Linked DNA regions of Mus musculus: all the other regions are linked to region 3. The links are chromatin contacts, called in public Micro-C and promoter capture Hi-C maps. All regions are on one chromosome and are shown on one strand. The core of a region is the stretch at or near the end of the contact, and the rest is flanking DNA. Distances in the headings are between cores, read along the strand shown. Region 1 holds the start of Bahd1 (bromo adjacent homology domain containing 1). Region 2 holds the start of Meis2 (Meis homeobox 2). Region 3 holds the start of Pax6 (paired box 6).

Region 1 (3,272 bases), core at 244-2,743, about 13 Mb after region 3:
CTGCTCCTTTACCTCCCAAAGCGCCCCTCCCCCGCCTGAATTGGAAATGAGGCTTTGTTCAGGGGTGGACTCGGTATTTCTCAAGAACCTACTGTGTGCACATTACAGCTCCTTGAAGTGAAGTCCTGGGCTGGCTCTGGCGCTACAAGGTGTCCAGGACACAGCCCCTTCCCGCACCTCCCAGGGACTTCCCACCCCTTCATATGACCTCAGCCTGCTGTGCCCACCCACCCAGCTGACCCCGAGAGCGTGCTCAGGCTTGGAAAAGCACGTCTGTGGGTGTGAGAGACGGAGCCACAGCATAAGGCGACTATGGGGAAGCTAGGTAAGTGTCTGCACTGGTTCTACACTAGCTTGGGGACGCGAAGGAGTGTGTCCAGCCGCGCCTGTTGGGCTGCCCGCCCCTTTCCCTCTCCACCGGAGAGCTCTGATGTTCCCCGCGGTGGTGGAAGAGGGTGTGTGGGTGTCAAGGACTCACAGACCAGACTCTGCTGTCAGCTGGAAATGGATGAGGGTTCCACACTTGGCTTCTGAAAGAGGGCGAATTGGGAACTGGGGTGGGGGGCGTTAGGTGAAGGACAGAAAGAGGAAAAAGAGATGCGGGTGAGGGGTTACCGAGCCAGGACCGACCTTGCTAGGAAGGAAAGGAGACGTGGCAAGCAGGGAAGTCGGAAAGATGAGGCAAGGGCGGGAGGGGCTTCTCAGGAGTCGGGGCCCTTTCGCGCGAGTCTGGGGCCCTTTCAGGAGGAAAGGGGGTGTTGTTCTTGCTTGAATTTTTCGGTTGGTCTTCCCGAAGCTTTGCCATGGGGGCAGCAGCCTGAGGGTGAGGTGCCCCCTCGACCCTCAGTTTACTGTAGCCGGTGCTGGAGAGGTTACGAGGAAAGAGGGATGTAGAAGGGTGATGGTCAGGGAGGGGGCGCGCTAAGATTTTTCAGGGTGGGGGTCTGCAGTGAGGTGCTGGGGCTTCAGGGTCAGGTCACCATGGGATACTGGCTCAGGCTCCAAAGACCAGGAGAAAATACAAGAAGCCGGCAAAGAAAATCATCCCCCGCCACCACCCTTGGCACCGTACCCCTCCCCCCAGGCCCCACCACTCCCCGCACCGCCTCCCCCGGCCGCCTCGTGCTGCCCCCTGCGTCGGGACGACCGACCCACGATTCTGATTGGTTGGAGACCGGGAGGGGGAGCCGAGGGCCGGATTGGCTGGCGGGGCCAGCGCAGGGCGGGGCGGCTGATTGGCGGAGCTTGCCGAGGGGCGCGCCGCTGATTGGCTGAGGACGAGGAAGCAGGAAGGAGGGCGGCGGAGGCTCCGCTCTCGGGGAGTTTGTGGGGGAACCGCGAGCGGCGTAGCGGATCCCGGAGCCCGGCCCCCGCTGCTCGCCCGTCCGGCCGCCTGCCCCGCCCGTCCGGCCCTAGCCGTCCGCCCGCCCCGGCCAGGCGCGCCCGCCCCCCCCGACGGCCCCGCCCGACCGCGGCCCCCGCTCCGCCTGCCCGGCCCCGGCCCCCAGGAGGAGGCGCTGACGCAGCAGCGTGGAGCCCGGGAATTGAGCGCCCCCGGGGGGTTCCAGCCGCCGGATTCCAGCCCGGCCAGGGCCTGCGGGCGCCCGAAGCCGCGCCGTCCGCGCCTCTCGTCCCGGTGAGCTAGGAGCCGGGATCCAGGAGGGGGTAGGGGAGGGCGAACGAGCGAGAGCGAGCGAGCTAGGTAGGCGGACTAGCAAAAGGGAGAGGACCGGCCGCCCGTCAGCGCGCCCCGCCGAGCGCGCCGCGCCGCCGCCCCCGCCAGCCCCGGGAAGGGACGGACGGACGACAAGAAGCAGGTGCGGCTGCTTGCCCGCCCGCGCGCGCCGCCTCCCTCCCCCGGGTCCGGCGCTGCGGTCCCGCCATCGGGGAGCATTGCGCGCCTCGAGGTGACAGCCCCCGGGGGGCGCCCGCCTCGCAGGCCGGGGGCGGGGTGGGTGGCGGCCGCAGGGTGGCAGCTTGGCCGGGCGGCGGCGGCGCGGGCGTCCCGGGCTACGGAGGGCGGGAGGACGCGGGGTGCTTCCTCGCCGCGGCGGAGCCGGCTCGCCTCCGAGTGCGCGGGCGGCAAGGCCCCCGCCAAGCCCCCTCCCCCATCGTGGTCCCGGAGGCTAGGGGCCGCGGCTGGGGGCGTCGCCGCGGGAGCGCCCTCTCGGGGTGGGGGGCGCCCTCCCGGGTTGGGAGCTGACCGGCAATTGCCGGAGGGGGGATGGGGATGGGGGCCGCGTCAGGGCGAGGGGTAGTGTGGACTCGATCGGGTCGGGCTGAAGGAAGGGAGGCGCCGAAGACGGAAGGGGACCGGTTCGAACAGCGAGTGTGGGCCGCGGGAGGCCCTGTGGGGACCGTGCGGGGCGGCGGCCGAGTCCGAGGTGGGGCGGGGGGAATCGAAGTTGTCAGACCGCCTCCAAGTGACAGCGGGACCCGGTGCTCCAGGCCTGGCCTGGTTGTGCCCTGCCAGTCCCGCCGCCTCTCCTCTGGGGCCGTGGACCGGGTCAGGTCGGGCCCAAGGGGCCCGCTCGGCGGTGAAGAGCCGGACAAAGGCGGCGCCCGAGCGGGCGCAGGTAGTGGTATCGGGGAGGGGAGCGAGTCCGGGGCACCCACCCCAAGGGGCGGGCACGGGGCCGGACTCTGCCCTGGGGACTGCGGGGGCCGGGGCGTCCACCGGGAGGAGCTGCGGCACTGGCTCTGGTCTGTAGCCGCAGATATCCTCGCGGCTCCGGGAAGAGTGGGGTCGACTTAGCCAAGGCGGAGGGGCAGGGTTGAGGGGTGTGCGCACCGAGTGCCCTGGCCGGTGGCGAATGGGCTGGTGGACTCACAGAGGCGAGCGGAGCCTGCTAGCAGTGAGGCTTTCAGCAAGTCTGCCTCTCGGTAGAGGTTTAACTCCACCTGGGATGTCTCCTAGTGGCCCATTGTCGGCAGTCTTAAGAGCACAGGCGGCTACTTGGATTGGGACTAAGGGACCCCACCCCCCAACACACACACCCACTGTGCTTGGCGATGCCTTCACTATTGCTGTAGCCGTCTTCCTTGGGCAAGAAGGTACCCACATAGGGACATGATAAAGCTGAGTCCATAAATTGAGGCAGAAATTTGAAGACATAAAATAAGGTTTCCAGCTTTCTTTTGTACCACCTGACACGTTTCTCCCCATCTTCTACCTCCATAATCTTCCACCAACAAGGAAAGCCTCAGAGAGACCACATTTCTTGGGGACACCACTGTTCTAGGACACTTTGGGATCTCTGGCTTAAGCTGTG
Region 2 (3,352 bases), core at 217-2,716, about 10 Mb after region 3:
GAGAGAGAGAGAGAGAGAGAGAGAGAATAAAAACAAAGTCAGAAAAAAAGAAAAGTACCGGACACAAGTTAAACACACTACAAACCAAACCAGGAGAAAAAACAGATTTGAAAGTTGGGAGAGGATGTCGTAAATTTTAAAATTAAAGTCTGAGCCGAGAGCAGCATTCAGGGAAGGCAGATCAGGCGGAGAGGCCGGGGACGCCGGGTGGGGGGTGGGGGGGCACAGGGAGGCCCCGCTCCCGCTGGAGGCTGCAGAACCCCAGCGAGCCAACCCAGGGAGAAGTGGAGTTAGCAAGAGAAGGAAGCCCCGGATCCCACCCCTTACCCCCCTTCGCCTCCTCCAGGAGATCCAATAAATCAAAGGGCGAAATGAAACAAAATAAAGAGAAGAAAAACGCTAATAATCAGGCCGAGAACGGCAAGGACAAGGGAAGACTAGGGTCGGTGCCTCCCCGGGGGCTAGGAGCTGAGGGTGGGGAGGAATAACGTGAAAGTTACCAGAAACATTATTTAGCAGCGGATTCCCTGCGTCCTTGTCAATTTCAGAGACAAAACAAGCAGCCGGGGCTAGTCTAGGCAGCGCGGCCCCACGCCGGCGGCTCCTACGCAGCCCGCGCCCGCCCGGAGCCGCGCGAGTAGCGGCGAAAGAGGCGCAGCGGCGGCGGCAGGAGAACCCGGGGAATCACGCTGCCGGGGTAAAAGCTGGAGCGAGGCGAAAGCGTGTAACAATTGCACACAAGTACACACACACACACACACACACACACACACACACACACACACCACTCACACGCTCTCGCCGCCCGCAGAGAACCCGGGGAATCACGCTGCCGGGGTAAAAGCTGGAGCGAGGCGAAAGCGTGTAACAATTGCACACAAGTACACACACACACACACACACACACACACACACACACACACACACACACACACACACACCACTCACACGCTCTCGCCGCCCGCCCGCTCGCTCAGCGCTGGGACACGCGCGGCCAGACACGCACACACGCACGCACACACACTCTCACACACGCAGAGGCACAGGGGGGAAAGAAGCCGGTGAATAATTTTGTTACTATTTTTTAAAATACTGGCCGCCATCATCATCAAGCAACCAGCAGCAGCCAGCTCAAAGGGAGAGAAGGCATGGGGCAGGGCCCTGTAGGAGAGGATTTATATCTAGGTAAGTGTTGGAGATTTAAACCTACCCTTTGCGCCATCAGTCTGCGCTCCAATAAACTCCTGGATGTGTCGTATATTTAATATCCCAGTCCGGATAAGAAAGTGAGCTAGGTTGAAGAGTCCTTTTTTTCCAAACCAAGGAGACTTCTCCCAATTTTCCAATGTTATTTTTTGGGGGGTGGGGAAAGCCCAGTCAAGAAAACGAAGAATTTTTTTCAGTGATATTTCTTCTTTTTCTCTTTTTTCCTCTTCTTCCTCCTCCTCCTGATCTTCCTCCTCCTCCCCCTCCTCCCCCTCCCCTCCTCCTCCTCTTCGGTCCTCCTTTACTCCTCTTTCTCTTCTTTTCCTCTTAGTTGAAAAAAAAAAAGAAAAGAAAGAAAAGAAAAAGAAAAAAAATTGTCAAGCCCCCGAACTGAAGGTTACGAGCGGCCAGTCAGCAGCCCACATGTAACCGAACTGTCGAGTTTCATGGCTTTTTGCCACTCCAGCTGTCAATCAAAGCCCGGAATGTCAAGGTAGTGAATGAATGATGGTTGATGATGATGAAGAGGAGCAATCTTTCAGACCCGTTTTTTTTTTCTTCCAGTAAAACTCCGCGAGGGGTTTCTGCTTCTTGAATTCTTCCTCCCCCCTCCCCCCTCTTTTAGCTTTGCCCCCAAAATAGCTCTAATATGATCCTCTCTTTTTAAAGTATTGTTCAAAGAAAGCAAGGAGAAAACCAAGAAAAAAATGAATAGTTTGCAAAAATTGGACTTCCTCCCCCCCTCTCTGGTAGGTATTTTGTCTTTCCCTCTCTCTCTTTCTCGCTCGCTCTCACTCGCGCTCGCTCTCTCGCGCTCTCTTTCTCTCTCTGGGAGATGAGTGAGTGTCAGTAGGTGTTGGCAGGTTGGCTGCAGCCGGGCTTATAGTAGAGCCTCAGTTTGGCGGCGCGGGTCGGCGGCGGGAGAACGAAATGACGGAACCCGGAAGTCGTGGTGGCCATAGCCCGTCCTACGGCGGAGACACATCCCGAGAGTGGGGAGCTGGAGCGAGGAGGAGCGCGCAGCGCGGAGCCTCTGATATGCAGCGAGTGCGGTCGGACGGCCCCGGGGGGGGGGGGGGGGGCTGGGGAAGGGGAGGCTGGAGCGGAGAGGACCGGAGCAAATCAGCAAGCCTGCTTCTCCAGGGGGACGACGCGGGAGGGAGAGGAAGAGGGGAGGGAGGGGGGATGAGGGAGGGGGAAAGGGGGAAGGGAGGGAAGGAGGGAGAGCGACAGGAGAGGGAGAGAGAGGGAGAGAGAGAGAGAGAGAGAGAGAGAGAGAGAGAGAGAGAGAGAGAGAGAGAGAGAGAGAACACGCGTGATTGGAGGGGGAAGGAAGAGAGGTGGAAGAGGACAGGGAGAGCGCAGACAGGAAAACTGCAGAAAGCCACAGGGAAAGTACGGTACAGACTCAGATCTTTTTATTTTCAACTTACTTCTCGTTTATTTCCCCACCACTCCTCTTGGCTCCTGCCTAACTGGGTCGCGTTGGGGATGTTTGGCATGGCGCTCTAGCTTTTGTTCGTTTTAATTCCGCGGCCCCCTTCCTCTGCCGGCGGATTACTAGGTCCCGAACTCTGCCACTACAACCTAGAGCAGCAAGCTCCGCCAACTGCACCACCGCCAGGCTAGGATTTTTGTTGTTGTTGTTGTTGTTGTTGTTGTTAAGTGGTACTTTCTTTCTCGTGCAGATGCAGAGCCCTTTTTGTCAATATTCATTTTTGTCTAGTACAAGATATGAGCAGCTGAACTCGGAGCATAGTCCCTCGGTGCGCTGCAGACAGTGTAGACCACCATTGAGAGTCTAGGGGTCCTGGGCTCAATCTGGAGGGAGAAAGCAGGATGAGAGTTAGTAGGGCGGGAGTTAGTGGGGTAGGAGTTAGAGGAGAGGGAGTTGTTTGGTGTTTGTTGTTTACCGATGTAGACAAGTGTGTGTGTGTGTGTGTGTGTGTGTGTGTGTACGCGCGCGTGCGTGCGTGCGCGTGACCGCTGTGCGCCTCTAAAGTGAATCTTGGATCTAGGAAGCACCGGAGGAGAAAGATTAAAAAGCATGTGAGACAGAAGATGCTTGCGAGGAGTGGCTGGCTCTGGCTGCCCAGCTTTGTTGTGGTTGCCCTGGGCGCAGCGGTTGTAAAGAGGGCTAAAGGCT
Region 3 (3,064 bases), core at 400-2,899:
GCCTTCTACTTCTCGGCTCCAAGGCCCGCAGGCTGCGAGATAGCTCCGGACAGCTCAGGACAAGGCGGCTGCCTGCTCCCCTGTCACCTAAACTGCAGACTCCAAGGGACGTCTTTGGAGTGTACTGAGGTGTATCCTAATGTCCGGCATTCAACAAATGGACTTCTGGTGTGTGGTCAGGAGGGAAAAGCCATTTACTTACTGTCCTCGCCGTTTTTCTGGCAACAGTTGAAGGGGAATTGCCTCCGTGGACTGAGCTGACCCAAGAGAAGGGAGTCTTGGCGGGGATACATAAGCACCACACACAGATAACCGGTTCCTCACAACGACACACGTTGACACACCAAGAAAGCCGGCGAGGACACACACTTGCAGAATCTCTCCCAGCATTGGTCAAACCCCACCCCCACCCTCAGGCTTCCACTACTTCCCCTCCCCTCTTGTCTTCCCCTCCTTTCGATGGCTTGGAAAAGCAGCCGCACTTAGTCAACAAATGGCACGTGGGAGAAGTTGGAGAGTGTTTGGTGAGGACTCTTCAGAGCTTTTCACAAGAATCCTCTGTACACAAAGTAAGTGGCGTGTTTACTCGAGCCTCTCCAGGCTGGGGCAGTGCGTCCGCTCCGCTGAGCACGGCGGCTTCGGAAAGCAGAAAGAGAAGAAAATGCCAGCGGTGCGGGAGTGGGGTGGGGGGAAAATGGGCAGGCTCGGGAGGCCTGAGCTGGGGTGACCGCCGGGCCTCGCTGAGTTCTCGGCCTGGAGGCCCTCTTCGGGCCTAGGCATAGTTGTGCCACCATCGCCGGAGTGGGGGCTGCTGGGATCCAGGGACACTCCCGCCTCTTTTCTCTTGTTCCTAAAAGTCAGGTGGGCTAGAGAGCCGCCACCGCTGTACTTTGTGTCCTGGGGCCAAGGCCGAGGTGGACAAGGGGTGGGAAGTTAGGGTGAAATGGGGCGGAGCGGCAGGCCACTGTACAAGAAAGGACCTCGTAGAGATGGTGAAACTTGCTACCTCCACGGACTGAGAACCCCTGGCCCAGCTTGGGGTTACGGGGGCAGCATGCTTCCAGCTCAGAGGCCTCCATTAGACTGATCAAGTTCGCGGCCGCAGCGCTGGCCGCCGAAGCGCATGGAGCGGGAGACCTCGGCGAGCGCCAGAGCCTAGGAGCGGGGGGCCCAGCGCCGGAGAGAGAAGCCGGGACCCACCGGCAGAGCCGAAAACAAGTGTATTCATATTCAAACAAACCGACCAATTGCACCAGGCAGGGAGAGGGAGCATCCAATCGGCTGGCGCGAGGCCCCGGCGCTGCTTTGCATAAAGCAATATTTTGTGTGGGAGCGAGCGGTGCATTTGCATGTTGCGGAGTGATTAGTGGGTTTGAAAAGCGAACCGTGGCTCGGCCTCATTTCCCGCTCTGGTTCAGGCGCAGGAGGAAGTGTTTTGCTGGAGGATGATGACAGAGGTCAGGCTTCGCTAATGGGCCAGTGAGGAGCGGTGGAGGCGAGGCCGGGCGCCGGCACACACACATTAACACACTTGAGCCATCACCAATCAGCATAGGTGTGCTGGCTGCAGCCACTTCCCCACACTCTTTATCTCTCACTCTCCAGCCGCTGACAGCCCATTTTATTGTCAATCTCTGTCTTCTTCCCAGGGATCTGAGAATTGCTCTCACACACCAACCCAGCAGCGTCCGTGGAGAAAACTCTCACGAGCAACTCCTTTAAAATACCGTCATTTCAAACCGTTGTGGTCTTTAAGCAACAACAGGGGGGGGGGACCCAAACAACAAAAACCAAAAAAAAAAAAAAAAAAAAAAAAAAAGCCCTCAAAACTCTTGACAGGAGCCTTGACAACGACGAAAGAGAGGATGCCTCTTAAAGGTGAGTCCCGCTTCTTTCTTCTCAATTTCTTTATATTTCAATATCCTGGCAGGTCTCTCCCTCTCTTCTTTCCTCCCCTCTCGCCGGTCCCCTCCCCCACTGCTACGCCGGGAGAGTTGGGCCTGAGAAGTTTCCACGCAGGAGCCCAAACTTTCTACTTCCAGCGAAAGCCCGCGTCGGAGGGCGACGGTCCGCGCGAGCCACAACAGCGCGGATCTTCAGGCAGGCGGCTGGCTCTGCACCAGCGCAAGTGCGGCTGGAGCTCTCGGAGAGCAGCTAGGCTGCAGGGCGCCCCCGCAAACCGCAGCTCTCAGCTTCAGCGCCTCCAAAAGCTCGCGGTCAGCGCAAAGGGACGTAGAGGCTCCTCCGTGCCCCAGGCCGCGGAGAGCAGCCGCCGGCGATGCTTTTGTCCAGCCCGGGCCGAGCCAGCGCGCAAAGAGCGCCCAACCAGCCGACTCTCCGCGCCGCCTCCCGCCAGCCCGCGCTCCGGCTTTGTGCAAGATTCTCCCGGCACAGAACTGCCCGCAGCACTCGAGCACCAAAGGGTCATCGCGCCCTCCGCCAGCCGGAGCCGTCTGGATGGGCACCACGGCCGTGCGCCGGAGGCCACGAGGGACCCAGAGCGAGAGCGGGCGGTGAAAGAAGCCACTAGGCCGAGGCGGTCGGATGCGCTCTGCGAGGGAGCTCCGAGCCGATCGCAAGGACTGCCAGCTTCCATCCACCCCCCAGGGCCCTCGCCTCCAGCCTCAGCCGAGCGCTGAGCTCAGATTTGGAAACAAACGCCCTAGCTCTCCCGGCTTCCCACAACTCTATCTTGCGAAAGTTGGTGTGTTCCCTGTCCTGTGGACTCCCACCTCCAGCTCTTGGTGGGTATTTTCCCGTGTCTCCATTGACCAAGCTGTACCCCGTGTTGCCATTTCAACAAGTTTCGAGCTGGAAAGGCGGTTTGCTCCCCCTTTTCGAGTGTACTGATATTTTTCTTTGTGTGGCCTAAAGGGGGAAAAAAAAAACTACAAGAAAGCACTGGCTTTCCCTCTCCTCGGATCGCGTCCTCTCCCTGCTAATTAGTCTGAGTAATTCGAGAGCTTTTGGATTCTAAGACCCCAGGAGGAAAAGTGGCTTTTCAAAGTTCAGAAAGTTGTTGCCTCTTTCCCGGGGCAGATCTCCTCAGTCTCCCTGAGCCATA

What was found. Promoter capture Hi-C pulls out the DNA fragments that hold promoters and counts their contacts. A called contact is a pair of places that touch in the nucleus more often than the background predicts.
Region 1: a contact with region 3 is called in a promoter capture Hi-C map of embryonic stem cells. The contact joins the promoter of Bahd1 here to the promoter of Pax6 in region 3. A contact is called at or near these places in 1 of 39 promoter capture datasets (embryonic stem cells) and 1 of 484 Hi-C or Micro-C datasets (embryonic stem cells).
Region 2: a contact with region 3 is called in a Micro-C map of embryonic stem cells, with 17 times the contacts expected there. The contact joins the promoter of Meis2 here to the promoter of Pax6 in region 3. A contact is called at or near these places in 3 of 39 promoter capture datasets (all in embryonic stem cells), 6 of 484 Hi-C or Micro-C datasets (all in embryonic stem cells) and 1 of 115 datasets of contacts at active chromatin or transcription factors (embryonic stem cells).

Annotation. Positions count from the first base shown.
Region 1 is chr2:118,900,122-118,903,393 of GRCm38.p6, forward strand. Bahd1 (bromo adjacent homology domain containing 1) reads left to right here and starts at 1,494. Exons shown (of 7, transcript NM_001045523.1): 1 at 1,494-1,636. Gm32957 (a long non-coding RNA gene) reads right to left here and starts at 1,059. Exons shown (of 4, transcript XR_003954052.1): 1 at 631-1,059.
Region 2 is chr2:116,063,592-116,066,943 of GRCm38.p6, forward strand. It overlaps Meis2 (Meis homeobox 2), which reads right to left and starts at 1,467. Exons shown (of 12, transcript NM_001159568.1): 1 at 1,211-1,467. The coding sequence starts at 1,222.
Region 3 is chr2:105,674,095-105,677,158 of GRCm38.p6, forward strand. Pax6 (paired box 6) reads left to right here and starts at 1,650. Exons shown (of 12, transcript NM_001310144.1): 1 at 1,650-1,878. RefSeq lists a promoter at 1,130-1,711 and a cis regulatory region at 1,130-1,264.